2 separate regions of the Mus musculus genome follow, and region 2 is linked to region 1. A link is a contact called in public Hi-C data. All regions are on one chromosome and are shown on one strand. The core of a region is the stretch at or near the end of the contact, and the rest is flanking DNA. Distances in the headings are between cores, read along the strand shown. Region 1 overlaps Tcf12 (transcription factor 12). Region 2 has its middle 56 kb from the start of Gm27188.

The links. Hi-C and Micro-C count contacts between places; a contact is called where the count stands out from the background.
Region 2: a contact with region 1 is called in a Hi-C map of embryonic fibroblasts, with 2.3 times the contacts expected there. The contact joins two enhancer-like sites. A contact is called at or near these places in 2 of 39 promoter capture datasets (3T3-L1-derived adipocytes and cranial neural crest), 4 of 484 Hi-C or Micro-C datasets (cerebral cortex, embryonic fibroblasts, nephron progenitors and 1 more), 2 of 115 datasets of contacts at active chromatin or transcription factors (acute myeloid leukemia and fibro-adipogenic progenitors) and 1 of 9 other capture datasets (embryonic stem cells).

What each region holds. Positions count from the first base shown.
Region 1 is chr9:72,027,759-72,031,732 of GRCm38.p6, forward strand. All of the region lies in intron 3 of Tcf12 (transcription factor 12), which reads right to left. Among named protein-coding and RNA genes, the nearest start is that of Tcf12, 82 kb to the right of the region's middle. Within about 2 kb of position 2,058, at least 14 of the 459 cell types and tissues checked have an H3K27ac peak or open chromatin away from gene starts, as enhancers often do. A contact at or near this core is called in embryonic fibroblasts, where this site is marked.
Region 2 is chr9:72,195,146-72,199,119 of GRCm38.p6, forward strand. No RefSeq gene overlaps it. Among named protein-coding and RNA genes, the nearest start is that of Gm27188, 56 kb to the right of the region's middle. Within about 2 kb of position 2,101, at least 84 of the 459 cell types and tissues checked have an H3K27ac peak or open chromatin away from gene starts, as enhancers often do. A contact at or near this core is called in embryonic fibroblasts, where this site is marked.

The DNA of each region.
Region 1 (3,974 bases), core at 808-3,307:
GAATTCTAGACAGTACACTACTGTCATAACACAGTCCAAGAATGGAGTTGTGTGAGAATTCTGAGTGCTTGTGAGAAAAACTCAAAGAAAACATGTCTCGTGACCTGAGTTTCTTCAAAACACAGAACTGTTCTTAGAATGCGTCTTTGTGCTCCTCCTAGGTGCAAAGGATAGGTTTAAGAATACTTCACCTGTTGTTATTCATATACTTCTATGGAAAAACACGTTTTTGCTACACATGGCTTGTACTTGTAGTTATAAACTTTATTCGTGTGACTCTTCTTAACCATTAGAGTATAAACTGTCTGATGCTCTGAATCAAAGTTGCCTACTGCATGAGACTTTAGTCCACCTCATTTTTAGGCCCTGCTCTCCCAGATTCATGCCACCAATTAAGAGTGGTAAATGCATTACTGTGTTGTACATTCCAAAACTTAAAAAGGTAAATCATGATAAATGTCCTTATAATTTTTAAAAACCATAGTACTATCTGAAACATAAAAACAAGTAACACAAAAGGCAAACCTTCCTCAGAGTCCCTTAGCAGTCTCCTAAAGTATAACAAGACTACATAGGGATCAGCTTATTTAGCATCGTCTTAGGTACTGATAGCAGAAGTCATCGATCTGCAAATCCATGAAACTAAGAGACCCATTAGAAAGATATACTGAGGCATAAATTAAATCAGAGTAGAGGAGAATTGATCACATCACAAAAACTGAACAGCAAGAAGTTACCAAAGTACTATTTAAAAAAAAAAAAAAAAGAACCATGGTTCTTTTAGATAATAGCAGACAAATATTTGAGCAATTTCTTTGAAAATAAGTATTATAAATAATCAGGCCCAAAAAACTAATAAAAAGAATTAAAAAAAAAACTGGAAGAGATCTTATAAATGGGGGATGGAGTGGGGGGAAGAGGCCAAAAACAAAAAGCAAAGTCAGTTACTGGATAAGATCCTAATCTACAGGTCTGTCCACTGAGGACATTAATTTTTTGTATTACACTGGCTTACTGAAAAAGAAAAGAGAATTGGAGAATACAATATGATTAACAATTGAGGTCAATAAAAAGTACAAATTAAACAGAAGGTCCAAAAACTTACATTATCTCTTCCCCAAATCTTTGGCTAATCTCTGAAGAATGAAGCACGGGAAACATACTAAGGAACCCAAAGGAAAGTAAGTACAAGCTGAAATACTAAATTCGTCTAGCACAGATTTCAGCTACTAGGAACCACAGAGATGCTAATTAAGGGGCTTGGGACATAATTTGGGCTGTCACAGAACTGTTCTGATAAAGCGTAAGGTTCAGTCTTAAGAAAGCCAACCAATAAAGGTAACTACTTTCCAGAGCAAAACAGAACTACAGAAATTAACAAAAATAAAAATTTCAACAAATTTTCATCTACATTTTCAAAAATTGTATGAAAAAACTTGCTAGCTATGTAGAGAAATGAGAATGTAATATGAGTCTAGGAAAGAAGTGACCCACACCACTGTCTGAATAAGCAGAATGGAATTTTAAAGCAGCTATTGTAATTGTTCAAACACTTTTTAGGGAAAAAATAGTAACAATAAATGGACACATTTTTGCAGGAAGAATTACCTAAAATGGAATTCAGGAATATAGTAACATGTTATTTGAAAGAAATATGCACTGGAAAAGCTTAATAATGAGTAGAACAGCAAATAAGTGGTATATATAAAAATATATAAACGGAACATAAATAAAATTAAAGGAGAAATGCAGAAATTTAAGCTAGGTAATACTAACAGGTCTAAACACACCAAAGTAGATCAGCTGAAGAGTTGGGGTGGAGCTGGTAGGCTTTTCTCCAAATCAATGAAAAAGATCAACTTACAAACCCAGCAAGTTCAGCAATCTCTGTGCAGAATTATAAACTAACTATACCCATGCCTATGGCAATCAAAATGCAAAGAGGAAAATGTTACTACAGGCAGAAAAAAGTATTTCATAAAAGGAAAATGATTCAAGGAAATACCAACTTCTCATGAGAAGCAGCGAGTGCCAGAAGACAATGAAATGACATCATGCAAGAACAGGATGAAAAACAACCATAGTCCTGGACTCACAGACCACAAATCTAAACTACTACTAGAAGGTTTTCAGGCTGAAGTAAAATAACAGAAAAAAGTATGGATTTGCACAAACACCTTTATGACATTTTATAAATGCTGTCTTTCATATTCATGAGATGAATATGAAAGGAGGGAAGGAACATTGAAATTGATAAAGTCATTTCAGTGTCTATAATTCCAGCATAGCAGGCAGAGAGATATGGGTCTTTAGAGCTCACTACTGGCTGACCACCTCCAGGTCAGTGAAGAGACAAGTCAGAAGATACTGTACCCTGTTTCTGGAATCCACACCTGCACACATGGCCAGAAGCATGGCACACATATAAACAAAAAAATAATAATAAACTGTTAGTGGCATGAGGATAAAGTAAAATCCTTCTACAGGTTAGAGGTAGTTAGAAGTACTTGCTACTCTTGCAGAGGACCAGAATTCAATTCCAAGTACCCACATTTAGCAGGCAGTACAAAACCATCTGCAATTCCACCTCCAGAGGATTTAATTTTCTTTTCTGGCCTTTGCAGGCATTCAAACCCATTTGTGTGTGTGCACATGTGTGCATACACATAGATAAATATTTATCTTTTTTGAAACAGGAACTCTTTCAAAAAAGACTGTTCAGGAACTCTCTGTGTAGATCACTCTGACCTCAAACTCTCAGAGATCCACCTGCCTCTATCTCCCAAGCTGAGATTAAAGGCATGTGCCTCTATGCCTAGCAAAAAATGCATCTTTAAAAATCCTTCTGTACTACTGACAGAAGCATAATGGTACTGCCTTTATGGAAAATACTACAAAGGTTCCTCAAAACAATTAAAATTAAAACAACCAAGAATGGGAAGCTAGCCCTGTGTAATAATACTGACTGTACAATCATGAGACCTGAGGTCAAATCCCCACCAGACAAGTAAACAGGAAAGGTAGTCACACACATATGTAACTTCCAAATTGTTGAGAGCTTAGATTTCAGGGATTGCTAGTGTGGAATAAGGCAGAGAGTACTAGAATAGGACAGCAGTATCTCCCTCTAGCCTACAGATAAGTATACCCACACCTACATGAACACTATATACATACAACACACACCAAAACCAAATATAGAGCAAACATATGCTCTAACAAATCTGTCTAGACAGCTGCCCAAAATGAATGATCTCATAATATCAAAGAAATAAAACCACACTTCCACATCCACTGTAACATTAGCACAAAGCCAAGATGTGAAAACAACCTATCTGAATGATGAACGGATGGTGAATAGATATGGAAAATGTGATGTATATAGTACAATGGAGTATTACTCAGGTTAGAAAAACAGAGGAACCCTGCAATTGCCAACACTGGAGGACCTGGAGGTTGCTATGTTAAGTAAAACAAGGCAGTTACCGATAACAAATTCCAGAATTTGTTTTGGAAGTAGCAAAACTCAACAGTAGCAGCAAGTAAAATGGCATTTGTCAGGAACTGGGTAGAAGGTGTGTTTCAGAGCTACTGTCCAATGACTACCACAATCAGCCTTGCAAGACGGCAAGGTTCTAAAGATCTGCTGTGCAACCATTGTACCCAATAATACTATACTGCACACAAAACTTGTTAAACCAGTAGATCTTGTGTTATGTGGACTTCTATCACAATAAAAAGAGTACAATTAGGAATTCATAAGAATCCGCAGAAGAACACAATATCATCCAGTGGAGGATGAGATGTCTGTTTGAATACACACTCATCCACACACAGATACCCATGACTTTTATCAAGGGTCTTTTTTTATTTTGTACAGTGCTTTTATTTCCCACTCCTGTATCTTTGAAAAGATCTCTTTTTCTTCACCTATAACTACCAGATGATCTACAAATATTCTAGACTCATAACTA
Region 2 (3,974 bases), core at 851-3,350, 170 kb after region 1:
TTATCGCTGCTTAAACAACAGATTAGAATATTTCTTTTCCTAGTAAGAATTTTATAGTAAAAAATGAAGACATACATTAATATAAAATGAAAACATATAACTGTACATCCATGTTTTAGTTTAGTAAATATGCTTTCAGTGGGTGGACATTATTGTATTTGAATAAGACAATCTAAGTAAAGATATTTCTAACTAGATGTAAGTCTGAGTGAATGCTTACTTTCCAAATTAATCTTTGAGTAAATGAATGAAGCTATTTCAAAATGTTTATTATGATGCTAGAGAAATGGCTCATCAGTTAAATGTTTTTATTTGCATTTCCTAACAGCTAAGAACACTGACCATTTTTCCAGGTACCTTTTGGCAACCTGCCCAGCTTTTCAGTTATTCATGTACTGATTAGATTATTTGTGGTATTTAAGCTTTGAAGTTCTTTTTGGATTTCATATACTAACGTGTCAGATGTGAATCTGGCACTCACTGGGTAGCTGCCTCGTCTTTACATTGTTTCCTTTGCTTTGTAGAAGCCTTTTAGTTTCACGGGAACCCACTTGTCAACTCTTAGTGTTGCTTTTTTTATGCTATTAGAATCTTTTTCAGAAGGTCCTAGCCCATCCTGTGTCAGGAAGTGTTTTCTCCTGGCATCTACATTAGTTACTTTGACTTCTCTGACCAAATTACCCAACAGCAATGACCCAAGGGAACTTTGGCTCATGGTTTCAGAGGAATCTAGTTCATGACAGAGGGGAGGGAACACCACAGCTCACAGCAGTGGGAACAGGTGGCCCTGTTCCTCCATCCTGGCAAACCGTGGCAAAGAGCTGGGGATTGGGACCAGAAACAGGTACAGCTTCCAAAGACAGTCTTTTCTTTTGCCAGCCAGGCCCCAACTCAAGTTTCCCATAGCTTTGAAATTAGTACCACAAACTGGAGACTGAGTAGTCAAACATGAAACTATGGGGAACATTCTAGATTCAAACCACAACTGGATCCTCTGACTCCCTTTCTCCACTGAGTCTTTACTCTGGCTCATTTGTCTTTAGCTTGTCTTGGGCTTGCCTAGCCCAATTTTAGTAAGCATCCTTCAATGTATTAAGACGTTTGACACCCAAATACCCTTGATATATGATTAACTCTTTAAACCCTTTCCTTTGCTACGAGGCCTGTGTTCAGCAGCAAAGCTAACATATCAATTTAGAAAGAGTGTTCTCAGTCCAGTGTCCCCTTTTGGCCATTCTGCTCAATGGCCATCAACCCTTACTTGACTTTGTCTGCCACAAGATCTTGATCCTTCTTACCTTCTGGGGGTACAGTCTACCCCTACTGAGAAGAAATCTTCCTATGTTTACAAGTGACAGAATCATGTTAGCTCTCAAAGAGTCACAAGGAGAGTGGGGTTTCCTGATCGGTGGATGAGGTAGAAGCCCTTAAATCCAGCACCACTCGGATGCTGTTCTGTCCGTCTCCTCCTTACTTTTGGAAACCTTAAAATCGTAACTTGTCCTACGGGCACTTACCCTTTCTCTTTACTTTTGGCTGTTGAACACATCTCATGGCAGTCACTAATTCATCCCACGGAATGGAATAAGAACCATTTAATATGATTATCTTCTCCATTAAAGCTGTCATCATAATTAGAGCCGCAGTGAACTGTTTGCCAGGAATGATAACTTCTGCCAAGAAAAACTTGGGTGTCATTTTAGAAAAATTCTTAGGTGGGGGAGGAGAAGATCAGAACCATCTGTGTGAAGAGCCAAAGCTAAATAATGATCGGCAGAGCCCCTTTCCCCGTCTGCCAAACTCTGGCTGGCCAGCCAACTGGACCTTGCCAAAGATGCTGGACGGAACCAGCTTTCAAGGTAGCACAAGGGGCACGCCCTCTCCAAGGAAGAGAGCCTTCAGAAAAACCAGTGGCAAATCCAAATCAGACTTTCCTGTGCAGGCTGTCTTTAAAAGTTACAAATATATTTGTTTGCAACCCCACGGTTTCCAGGGCAACCACCTGAGCCAGGACAGAAGCAGAAGGCTAGACTGGGACCACCCACTGCAACTCTCATTTTATTCTGATGGCAAGAACCTCTATACCGACTCAGAGTGTTTGTCAGGCCTCTTGCTGTGAGTCACTGGAATAACATTTTGCCCTGGTGGAAGAGTGCCACAGGCTGCTGCTCCCTCAACCCCAATACCGAGATGCTTTTAAATGGAACCAAACATCCCAGGAGAGTTTTCTCAGCACAAGAATTACTTTGTCGCACATTTTTAGATTACGCTGTAAATTATAGATTTAAAAAAATACATTATGCTAATTTCTTCCAGCGTGTCTTTTAGTTATTTTTAGGGAAAGTGTCTTTGGAATTGAGCTTCGCTGTTAAGTGACGAGGAGAGGAGATAAGAATAAAACGAAGACAGAAGGATGTGTAGGACTCTGGCTGTGGCTGCATCACACTCGGGCACTTGGGAATGAGCAGTTTGTGTCCAGTGTGGATTTCAGCTGATGTCAGTGGAAGTCGATCTGGCTCGGGAGTCATTAGGCTTGGGCGTGCCTTCTCTTTCTGCAACTGTTTTGGATGTGTGACTTTGAAACAATTTGATTCATTTTCCTAAGAGTCCCCTAATCTATGAAATGAGTGTGTTCGGCAAGATCTCTAAGGGGCTTCTGCTCCTTGCACTGCGTGCTGAAACTGAGTTGAATGTCCTCACAGCCCTTGAACAGATGGTGTTGACTAGCTTTATAAGGAATAAACAAACACAGCTGTGAGCATTAGAGAAAATTCAGCAGTACAAAACCCTTGCCCCGTGTTCTTCATGATGGCGCGTTGCACTGGGCAGTTGGCTGGTTCTTTCCCTTTGATTATATATGCTTGACCCTTCTGTATGCTTGTTTTAGACAGGATTCAGAAACAGGCCACAAGAACCAGTCAAGTTGTTTAAGCAGTAGGGTGTAGGGAGTCGGAAATCCACGTGTCAAGTACTGCATGAGGAGACGACGGACCATGGGAACACTCCCAGCATCTCAGCGTAGAATCCACCTGTCCAGAAGACATCTCTCCAACAACCAGGCAAGGTGCCTCATTTGGGTGCCAAGATTGTGGGAAAACTCTACCAATAAAGGTCAAAGATTATCATTGATCAAATAGCCTTCTGGGGCTTGCCGTGTAATGGGGGAGTCCCTTCTCAGGCCTTGTCTGGGGTATTCTAAGCCCTCACATTTGCCTCTACCTGAGGAATGTCATGTGTCCTCAACTAGTGTACAGGATCAATTTCCTTAAGCTGACAGCACCTGATATTCTTGAAGTGCTTCCCTCATGCTAATGAGATGTGCCAAGTCCCCAGCCCCTGACCTTTGCCCATCCTGGATGTCCCTACCCTCAGTCCCCCAAAACTGTATAAGCCTTCAGTCACCCTAAGTAAAGTTGACCTGCCTACTGACAAGTGATCCCAGTGTGGTTATTCACATCCTCACAGGGCTTCAGAACCGATTGACATTTCTGTTCCCACTGTCCTTGGGATTGTATCAGACGCTGGCTCACGAAGATTGAGAGACCCACACAAGATCACATCACCACAATGCAGAGAGCTGGAGCCTCCATTCTTAGTCTACCTGTACTATACCTAATCTGTAACTGTCACAATTAAGGCTTTGGTGTTGCTTCCCTTTCTCCTAATGGTTCTGAGTGCGTGTGTCTCAGTGGAAGAACCTAAATCGTGTTTGCAGTTATAAAAGAATGCTTCCAACAACATATCACAAAAACATGAACTTCGAAGATTTAGACAAAAGAGAATAATTCAAATCTCTGCTCTAGAATTTATTAGGTTCATGCTCTTCCGATATTGGTATTTAGTGTCATTAATATATTAAGAGCAGAATGCAGCCAATATTGCTTAATCTGTTTTTCATCTGTCCAGTGGCCTTTTGGTTTTGATGAGGTGCCCTCCAGGAGCCTGATGAAAAAGTGTGGGTGACAGGATATGGT